Linked DNA regions of Pan troglodytes: region 1 is linked to region 2. A link is a contact called in public HiChIP or PLAC-seq data. All regions are on one chromosome and are shown on one strand. Each heading gives the region's core, a stretch centred on a gene start, on an enhancer-like site or on the middle of the called end of the contact. The rest is flanking DNA. Distances are from core to core; before and after follow the strand shown. Region 1 holds the start of SMAP1 (small ArfGAP 1). Region 2 holds the start of FAM135A (family with sequence similarity 135 member A).

Region 1 (5,218 bases), core at 975-3,474, 250 kb after region 2:
CATGGACCAGCAGGGTCTCGAACTCCTAGGCTCAATTTTTTGATAATTTCTTTATTGAAAAATAAATTCAGCTACTCCAAAATGAAATCAGCTGTGTTATACAGCATTTTGAAGAGAATATGAAAACAAGAATGGAAAATATGCCATGTTTTATATTACATCTCAAAAATATTTTGGATACATTGAGTTAAATCAAATGTATTAGTAAAATGTATTTTATGTTTCTTTTTCTGTTTTTAAATGTGGCTACTGCATTATTTAAAGTTATACGTGTGGCACGCAAGTATTTGTACTGGACATCGCTGTGACCCTTCAATCCATCCTGAAGGTTGTTTTTTGGTGGTAAACCTGTATTCTGTTTTTCTGAGTCCTTACAGTGCTGAACAGAATTTTTGTACGGAGGAGAGGTACTCAAAAAATGGTGTTTGTTTACTGGTTACTGCAGGACTAACTTTCCCAAAAGATCCTTTTTATTATGCTATTATCCTACTTGAAGAATCTACAGGTTTTCTTTTTCTTTTTTTGGGGGGGTGGGTGGGGAAGGAGTTTTGCTCTTGTTGCCCAGGCTGGAGTGCAATGGCCTGATCTCCGCTCACTGCAACCTCTGCCTCCCGGGTTCAAGCGATTCTCCTGCCTCAGTCTCCTGAGTAGCTGGGATTAAACAGGCATGCGCCACTACACCCGGCTAATTTTGTATTATCAGTAGAGACAGGGTTTCTCCATGTTGGTCAGGATGGTCTCAAACTCCCCACCTCAGGTGATCCGCCTGCCTCGGCCTCCCAAAGTGCTGGGATTACAGGCGTGAGCCACTGTGCCCGGCAAAAATCTACAGGTTTTCTACTGTCAATTTGCATCAAGGCCAGACTACTTTGTCTGGCTTCCCAAGTCTTCCATAACCCTATCATAGTTTACTTATGAAGCCTTATCTCAAAAGTAGTACCTTTTGTTCCAGTCTGTTTTCCAAGGTACTTCAGGTCTTCATGCTTTTGTGCAAGCTGCTCTTTCTTAATATCTCCCTCCCCAGTCCCCATCTAAATCCAGCGTATCTTCAGGACAAGGCTCGTAAGTTCTACCTCCCACATAATGTTTTTTTCTGTTCATTGGAACTCACCAATATCTCCCTAGTTGTTATTTGTCAGAGCTATGTAGTATAAGCTCTAATTTGTTTAATTCCTGAGCATCTTCATTGCCATATCCATTCAATTTAATTCCAGAAACATTTTTGAGCCCCTGTGCCAAGAACAGGGCTAGGTAGCAATGAGGGTCACTTTTATGCAGGGCCAGGGGCTAGAAATTGGCCTTACTAAGAAGTGTAAGACCGACTCTTGCTCATTGCCTTTCTTAGCATCTGCTTCATCGCAGGCAAGGACTGTGTTTATTTGGCTTGCATAAGCCCCATATTAGAACTTCCTCATAATATACAACATGCCAAATCATCGAAACTGCGTCACCCGGAGTTCAAACTTCATGAGCCTGGATTAGGGTCTGGGTTCCAATGAAAAGTGTTTTCTTTAGTTCTCTTTCTCTTGCATTAAGGATCACTATTTACACAGCTTCTTGTTAAAGTATCACCGCCTAGTACTTGGGTTCCTGGTCACACCTTCCCCCTTATGGAAGGGCTTACTGCCAGGTCTTTCAGACTCTGGAGCCAGACTGCTTTGGATTTAAATCTCAACTCCTCCACTAGTAGTTCTGTAATCTGGTCAGGTTACTTAACTCCTCTATGCCTCACTTTCCTCCCCTGTGTAATGAGGATAACAATATCATAAGGTTGGGGAAAGGGTTAAATGAGCTAACAGTTCGTTTAACAGAGTAATCACTCAATGAAATGTTATCCCCTAATACATGTCACTATTAGATTATTTCTCGCCCTTAAAATGTAAGAGACCGTTTTTCCTCTTTTATTCCATCCGTGTCTCCAGCTTCTAAACTGCAGGCGAATAAACCTCGAATGAGTAAATGAACCCACCCAGTCGCTAGTTATTTCTGCATTTCCAATGTTGTGCCAGCAAGAGCAAAGGCAAATGGGCAAGTCAAAGTAGGCTTCCTGTAAAAGGTCTTCCGTCACTGGGTTTTACTAGAGGCCCTTGCGGACCATCACATCTCAAAAGGGGGGAAAGCTCGTATGAGGCAGTGCCAGCTACCTTTCGGGAATCACCTTGGGCAGAAGGCCTTTTTGCAAAAAGACTCGGCAGCCCGGGCCCCGTAGGTTCGGCGCATGCGCAGCGCGCTCGGCGCCCGGGTTCCTTCCTCCGCGCCACCCGGAAGCCTCGGCGCGACCCAGTCCCCCTCCCCCTCCCCTCGCCGGCTAGGGTGGTGCGTGCCGGCAGGCCGGGCAAGGAGGCGGGACACGTCGGCGCTACCACCGCCACCGCCGCCGCCGCCCCTCCTCCCGTTCCAGCTGCCGCTGCCGCTTCCTGGGCTGAGTCCGCCCGCGGTCCCGGCGGCGCCAGGTGCGTTCACTCTGCCCGGCTCCAGCCAGCGTCCGCCGCCGCCGTAGCTGCCCCGGGCTCCCCGCCCCGCTGCCGAGATGGCGACGCGCTCCTGTCGGGAGAAGGCTCAGAAGCTGAACGAGCAGCACCAGCTCATCCTATCCAAGCTTCTGAGGGAGGAGGACAACAAGTACTGCGCCGACTGCGAGGCCAAAGGTAGCTTGGACGTCGTCGCTGCCCACGGTCGGGGCCTCTTGCGACCGGTGACCTTCCCGCCGCTGCGGCGCTCGGGGCCCGAGCGGACGCCTCGGCTTCGCTGGCCGGCTCCTGCCCTGACTGGAGGGCGGGTGGCTGAGCGGGCGGGCGCGGGGCTCCTGTCGACCCTCAAGTCCGCCAGAGGCGGCGGCGAGGTCAGGCCCGCAGGCCCTGTCAGTGGCCCCAGCCTCCCCTCCTCCCCGACACGGGTTTGAGCAGGTGCCGGGGTAGCGATGCTCGGACCCTCCACAGGGCTGGGGGTAGGAGCGAGGCTGGGAGCGCGGAACCGGGCACGGGTCTGGGCAGAGCTTAGGGTTAGAGAGTTGCCCTCCTAGCTCTGCTCATAGCTATCTCTGTGGGTGGGGCCGCGCTTAGGTCTGGATCCCCTCCTCTACCCTCCGGTGTGACCACGTCTTCCCACTCCGGGCTCGGATTCTTGGTCTCCTAGATGGAGCCCTACCTGCCTGCCCACCTGACAGCTTTTGTATAAGGCTTTTATCTCTGCTTCCTGAAAAAGAGTATGGTGGTCTTTTTCGGTGGGTTTGAGTTTTACGGAATAAATTAATTGGATAAAGGTCTTTATTAGTAGTAGTATTGTTTTTTAGTCTGGTTTTTAGCCAGAATGAAGAGGAATTTCATTACATGAGTCTCTTGGAGGACGGTGGGTTTGTATTTCTGAAGATTTTAGTAATTAGGTTTTCTCTGACCAGCTAGTTTGGGAGAATATGTGGACACTGATTTGTGTACCTCATAAATGCTGAAGGTTCATTTTAAAGATCTAGAGATGGAAAAAAACCTAATTTTAGTTTGTTCGGTTGGAGGGCTTCTGCTTCAGCCTTTGAAATAGATAGACTATTTTTAGCTGCTATGTTTTGTGTTTGGAGATCTGATTTATGTTTAATGTCTTGTAAGTAATCTCAAGGGAAATATTTCTTTTTTTTTTTAAAGAAATGTCTTGTGTAGTTAAGAAAAGATCGTGTATATTTTTAATTGGTTTATTTCGTTATTGGGTGAGAAATAGGGTAGTTCTCTAAAGCAGGAGACAGTCTCTTTGGGGAATGTCCTTTAAGATTTCTGTGTTATTTGACTTAGACTTTTCCTGAAGCTTTACTGTTCTATCTCAATACTATATAAATGAGTCACATTTCAGTAGGCTGATAATATTTGACTAGACTGAGCCACACAGCATCAGCAGGTTACTTCACTGTCGTAACAGGTACTGAATTACTAGAAGAATCATGCGGGAATACTGTAACTAGATTATTTTTATGAAGCACTTTTCAATATAGTAACTTGATTGAGTCAAGATTATATTTATCCTATGTAACCTTTTCAGGTGATGAGTTTTTACAAAGTCCATGCCTGGTTCTTGTAATATTTGTTTTCCTAGTAACTTGATTGTGTGTGGTTATTTGGGAGTTCTGCACTGTGTTTAGGCTCAGTTGCTTGCTCATTGACTGCACTAGCAAAACACTGAAAAATGGTCCTTTAAAAGGCCAAGAAGAAGAAGAAAGAAGCTGAAGCTAAATAGTACACATTTTGTCATTTTGAGTAATAACATGGTTAAGTAGAGATGCTGGTAAATATTAAATCTGTTCATTAAAAGTCGAATAGTAACAGTTTCAGAATTAACCTTCCTTCATCTACAGACATTATTAAAAATAATTTAATTTTTGTTCAAATTTCTGTCTCCAAAAAAGTACTTTATAAAATCAGATTTTCACTAATGCTTTTTAAAATAATACAGATTTTTAAAAGCCATTATTAACCATGTTAACTTTTTTTTTTATTTACTCTTTTGGGGTGGGGAGAAGAGAATCATGTGCTTCTTAAATTAGGATCAAAAGTTTTACTTCTTTGGACCTGAAGAATAGGAAGTATTCGTTTTGCTCAATGTTTGTATTGCCACGGAAATCAGTAGATATATATTGAATGAATGACTTTTGTATTTTGGTTTTGTCTGGCCTTTTGTTGGTTTACTTGTTTTGAGAAGTGAAGGAAGTGAGAGAGAAGAGAATGGTATCAAGAGTACAAGGGTGCAGCTTGAAGGGCATGAACTCCACAGTATAATTTACAAGGATTATTTTTTTCTTGTTGCTCCTAAATCTAGAAGAATATTAAAATGATCTTGTAAATAATTTAATTGTTTTATCTTGATCTTTCAGGCAAAAAATCACAGGTAAGGCCACTTATTGATTTAATTAGACTTGATTTCATGGTTGTAATTGAAAAATTCGACATGATAGAGCAATTGATGTAAATATATTTTCACAGTTTTTGAGTATTTGGTAAGGTTGAAGTACATTATGGAGGCTTTTTTAGTAGAATTCTTGGCTTGTTACATGATTTGGATCTATATGCTAGGATGACATAATAAATATAGTACTTTTAAAAGATATGTTAAAGGTCTTACTCTACAGCTCAGTTACTAAGAAGTTTCATTCTGTGTATGTATTGATATTTTCTTCACTGTCTAGTAAATTGCATCAAACTTTTCATGTACTGTATTTCAAAGTTATTTCCTAGTTAAC
Region 2 (4,986 bases), core at 95-2,594:
CAGAAAAAGCCTTTCCAATTTTGAGGCTAAAGTTCAAGTCACAAAACAAGCAATAAAAGCCTGTTTAGCAAGGATAGTAAAATGGTATAGGGCTATAAAAGAAGGGACAAATTAGAAATCAGGAAAGCAGGCCATTCATACAAATGCAAATAAATTGGTTCACAGGATAAGAGGACACCCAATCATGTAAAAACTGGTACAAGCCGGGCACGGTGTCTTAGGCCTGTAATCCCAGCACTTTGGAAGGCCAAGGCGGGTGGATCACCTAAGGTCAGGAGTTCGAAACCAGCCTGACCAATATGGTGAGACCACGTCTCTACTAGCAATACAAAAAGTAGTCGGGCGTGGTGGTGTGCGCCTGTAGTCCCAGCTACTAGGGAGGCTGAGACAGGAGAATTGCTTGAACTCCGGAGGCAGAGGTTGCAGTGAGCCGAGATCACATTACTGCACTCCCGCCTGGGCGACGGAGCAATGCTCTGTCTCACACACACACTCGAAAAAAAAAAAAACTGGTACAAAGATATATTCAAAACCTGTCCCCTAAATGGCCTACAAGACATCACCATTACTTTCAAATGAATGCACAAAGCTTTTCCCTTCTAATTCATTCTTATTGTGGTAAAATATACATAACAGAAAATTTACCATTTTAACCATTTTTAAGTGCACAGTTCAGTAGCATTATGTCCATTCATTGTTGTGCAACCAACACCACTATCCATCCTAGATTCATTTTTAAAACAAGAGTCGCAGCTGAAATTTTCCTTTCATTAACTCAGCTTTAGCAACATACTGAACTTTATGCACCACAAAAGTTTTTGCCAGATAAGGTTCAGAAACAGGGAAGAGTGAAATAAATCAATGATCCTTCGTGGGCTTCTGTTAAGGGAATGTATTAGCGAAAGGCTTCACTTCATCAGCCCCCTCCCGCCCTTTTTGGCGTCATAAACCAAGAAACAACCAGATCAGCACCCACATCTCCCAAGATGCAAACACTGGGTCCCGAAAGGCAGCTGTCCTGCCCCCGCGCAGATCCCCTGCAGCCTCCTTTCCTACTGCACAAATCGACTAGCGCAGGGACCGAGCTCTCTACCCGGGACTGCACGGAGGAGCTAAAGAGAGAAAAGGAGACACAACATTGTGAGAAAAACGGCTAAAGTTCTCGAACTCCGTGTTTTTGCCCTCTTCTTGTTCACTGCTCTTCAACCACCTCCAACTTCCATCCCTTAAACCCACAAGCGAGCCCCTTTTCTTGACGCGCGCCTTTTATTGACGCAAACCTCCCGTTCTCGCGGGAACTTGGGAACGGGAGCCTGGTAGGGAGGACAAATCTCTCGAAATCTCAGTTGGCGCTGGAGCTGGAGGGGCAGTTGAAGCTCCTGAAGGGCGGGGCACGGAGCTTGAAGGGGCGGGGCCTAGCCTCCGAGAGGGGAGGGAAGAGGCGGGAGGAGGAGGTGAGAGAGGCCGGGGGCGGGGCCGTGCGGCCGGGGACCTGTTGATCGCAGGTATAGCCGGCTGGCCCGGGCTCCCGCGGGACTGGGGCGACTGCGCATGCTCGCTGGCCGCACTGGGCCAGTAGCCGAGCCGCGGTGACGAACCGGCTCCGCGGTTGCGGTGTTTGCGGTTGCTGTGATGGCGATGTGAGGGGGCCCGGGGCGGGATGGTGCTGACCCGGGTCGGGCCGTCTTCTTGCAGCTGGACAACGAGCTCCTCCGTTCGACAGGCGGGGGAAGAGGCCGAGCCGGGCGAGAGGTAACCCCCTTACTGTCCCCTCTGGCTCCCCCGGCTCCCGACACCCACGACCCCTCCCTCCGTCCCTCTTGCCCAGGGGCCAGGAAGGAAGCGGCCTCCTCTTCGTCCGCCGTTCGCCCGCCGCGGCCCCTCACCCGACTGCTGGCGGTCGGAGCCTGGCCCCGGCCCCGCTGAAGGTCGGTGGGGACGGCGGTGCGGAGCGCTCTGAGGGAGGCGAGGGGCCGCGGCGCGCTGCTCTCCCGGTGCCCGCGGCCGCCCCTGCCCCTGCGCGCGTCCCTCGACCCGTTCTTCCTGAACCTCCCGCCTAGCGTGTTTGCCCTTCACCCCTGCTCCATCTTCGTCGCTCTGTCCCTCCTTTACCCGCTTTCGTGGTTCTGCTTTTTCATCCCGCGCCTCCCACGTGTCTTTTTGCCCGGGTGGTCCCTCCTTGGGAAGCAGCGTATCTGTGTGCTTCCATCCCTTGCCTGGCTCTTCCCTGTCCGGAGCTCCTTACCCTGGCCGACCAGGTTTCTCACTCTTGTTACCTCCATAATTTCTTCCTTGGTTTTATTTTCCTCTCATCCACCTCCTTTCGGTACTTCCTCCTGGTTCCCTTTTTGTTAGTTGCCGATTGTGTTTTGCTTTAGCATCGCTTTGCATTGGAGTTCATTCCATGCCCCATCTTAGCTTCGGAAACCCTCACTCCCTTCTCTTTCCTCTGGTACCCTGCTTCATCGCTTTCTGTCTAATGGCCCCTATCCTCACGTCCTTTTCCATTCTGCACCCAGTGAGTCTCTAATCTTAATTTTTTCCCCTCCAAAACTCTTCCACCCTCCCCCCCATTTGTATAAGTCAAGCCTCTTAACTTCATTCCATTTGTTTTACTTTTTATTAAATCTCTGAAGACTTCTTTGTGACATACCCTTCTAGTCCTTGCTGCTTTCTGCCTAAGCTAGGTATCCACTCAATGTTTCTAGTTCATCTTCCAGTTTAATAACATTTCTTCTTTCTTTACCGGTTGGTGGAAGTATCATCAAAAGAGTGACAGTAGCAATAAATCGGTTACACTTACTGATTAAAGCTTTAATTTTTAAGAATTATGTTTACCTGACATGCCTGGAAAAGCAACTTGAGTACAGACTTCATGAAACTATAGTGGGTTAAGACTTGTTAAAGGTTGACCTACAAACATACACTTAAAATGTGGAAATTTTCTTGTCCTCCATTAGGTGTAGCTGTCCAAGAACTAATCTTAAATGAAATTTAACAGAATTTCTTTTTTAAAATGTATTATTAATTTGTTTTATACATTTGTTATTGCAACTGATTGCATAATTTTCCTGAGAGTCTCTGTTCTCTAATAAATGCATACAATTTCTGCTACCTTTAGAATTAGTGTGCTTATAGGAGACATACGTGAGAAGTATTAACTTTTAATTGAGCAGAAGAACTTTCTAAACGGTTTTGTAATTTTTTTCCTCCATTGCATTGTGATCAAGATTTGGCTTAAATAAAACTTCTCTTTCCATAAATAATGGTACAGTATCTTATTTTGAAGGCATCTGCTGAAGCAGTTATGTTTAGTGAAGTTTGTCTTTATTGTAGGGTTGAAGATCAACTGGATTATGTATTTGGTTCTGGAATCTCAAAGCAGTCCACAAACAAATTCTTCCTTATGTTGTCTGTGTCAGGTAGGAATTAAGTTTTCTGTTTCTGTTTTAAGAAGGGAAATACCAAGGCAAAAAAAAAAGTGTAGTTCCTTATTCAAAGTGATTTAAAGTAAAACTAGGAGGCTCTGGTGTCTTCAAACCACACTTCTTTGAGAAGAACTAGCAATTGTTGTGTATGGTAAGAGGTGATGCACTCATCAGCTTTTAAGATTTTTTAAAAATGATTTTTCAAATGCAAATAAAGAAACTGCTGCTTCTCAAGGAAGCTTGCACTTCCTTCAAATAAAAAGCCAGGTCTTTTTATTTTTAGGTAAACATTCATTTTCAAAAAGTAAATGCCTACAAATTCTTGCTGGTATTTTTAGTGAGTTGGTTCCTGTGCTCTTATAAATTAAATAGGGATTTGTGGTGGACAGCAGGCAGAAGACTAGAATTTCTAGTCAGAATATATGAGCTCTTATGATGACTCATGACATTAGTTTGTAGAACCCACTTAACCTGTGTATCTCAGTATCTCCAGCTGTAAGGTAATTAATAGCAAAGCAAGCCCTAATCATTTAAACATGCTTAGGGCCACCGCAGACAAAAATTGCTATATAAATACTTAGTTTTTATCTCTTTAATTTTAGACTGTGTAGTAAGAGTATAATTGACTGCTTAAATCCCAAATCAAACATTTCTTTTTTAAATTTCAGACTTCTGTGAAAAGTCTAGTAGAATGCTGGTGAACTGTGGACTAGCACTCTATTAGACTTTTCTAATGTACTAGATAGATGTACCAAATAAAATGACCTGGCTTTGAAAGAAGTGCAAGCTTCCTTGAGAAGCAGCAGTTCTAATGTACTAGAGTTTTCTAATTAGTACATTAACTAATGTGTGAACATTAGTTAATGTTCATACACAGTGAAACAGACACTGCAGCATTCAGTTTGTAAAACAGATATTCCTTTTGTTTGCCACGAGTTGACACTGAAAGGAAATGTAAGAGTTACACCTATATCTTTAGTTAATCCTTAATTTTCTGTTTTATATTTTTATTTTGTTTACATTAAATAAAATCTTTATTTTGTTTACATTAAATCCTTGTTGTGAGGGCTGTTCAGGGGGTAGAAAAGCCAAGGATTTCCTTTGCTTTGATTCTAGGTATTGAGGAAAAAGTGCTTTAACATTGAGTTTTTTATATGTACATGTGTGCATTTAAATAAATGGATGGAGCTGAGGGCATATAGATTTGAAGTGTTTTTTCATGAGTTGTTTGTCAGGAAGAAGGTTTAGAGATGACTAGGAATAAGGTGGGGTGTGGTGGCTCATGCCTGTAATTCTAGCACTTGGGGAGGCTGAGGCAGGAGGATCTCTTGAGGCCAGGAGTTCAAGACCAGCCTGGGCAACAGAGCGAAACCCTCTCCTAATTAAAAGAAAGAAAGAGGAATAAGAAGCAGAATGGTGATATAGAAGAAATCATTCTTAATGGACTCAGTGGTTTTTCAGAAAAGTTACAAAGCATAAGTGATTAGGCAGGTCTAGGTTTTTCAGAAGGAATAAAGTGAAACAACTCCACAGTAGGTTCACATTTTATTTTTAAAGA

What was found. HiChIP or PLAC-seq counts read pairs in DNA pulled down with a chosen protein or histone mark.
Region 1: an H3K4me3 HiChIP or PLAC-seq map of stem cell-derived excitatory neurons shows a contact between it and region 2, with 3 times the contacts expected there. The contact joins the promoter of SMAP1 here to the promoter of FAM135A in region 2. A contact is called at or near these places in 1 of 7 Hi-C or Micro-C datasets (stem cell-derived neural progenitor cells) and 1 of 1 datasets of contacts at active chromatin or transcription factors (stem cell-derived excitatory neurons).

Annotation. Positions count from the first base shown.
Region 1 is chr5:82,620,925-82,626,142 of NHGRI_mPanTro3-v2.0_pri, forward strand. SMAP1 (small ArfGAP 1) reads left to right here and starts at 2,225. Exons shown (of 11, transcript XM_016955787.2): 1 at 2,225-2,648. The coding sequence starts at 2,531.
Region 2 is chr5:82,368,640-82,373,625 of NHGRI_mPanTro3-v2.0_pri, forward strand. FAM135A (family with sequence similarity 135 member A) reads left to right here and starts at 1,345. Exons shown (of 23, transcript XM_016955771.4): 1 at 1,345-1,752; 2 at 3,337-3,422.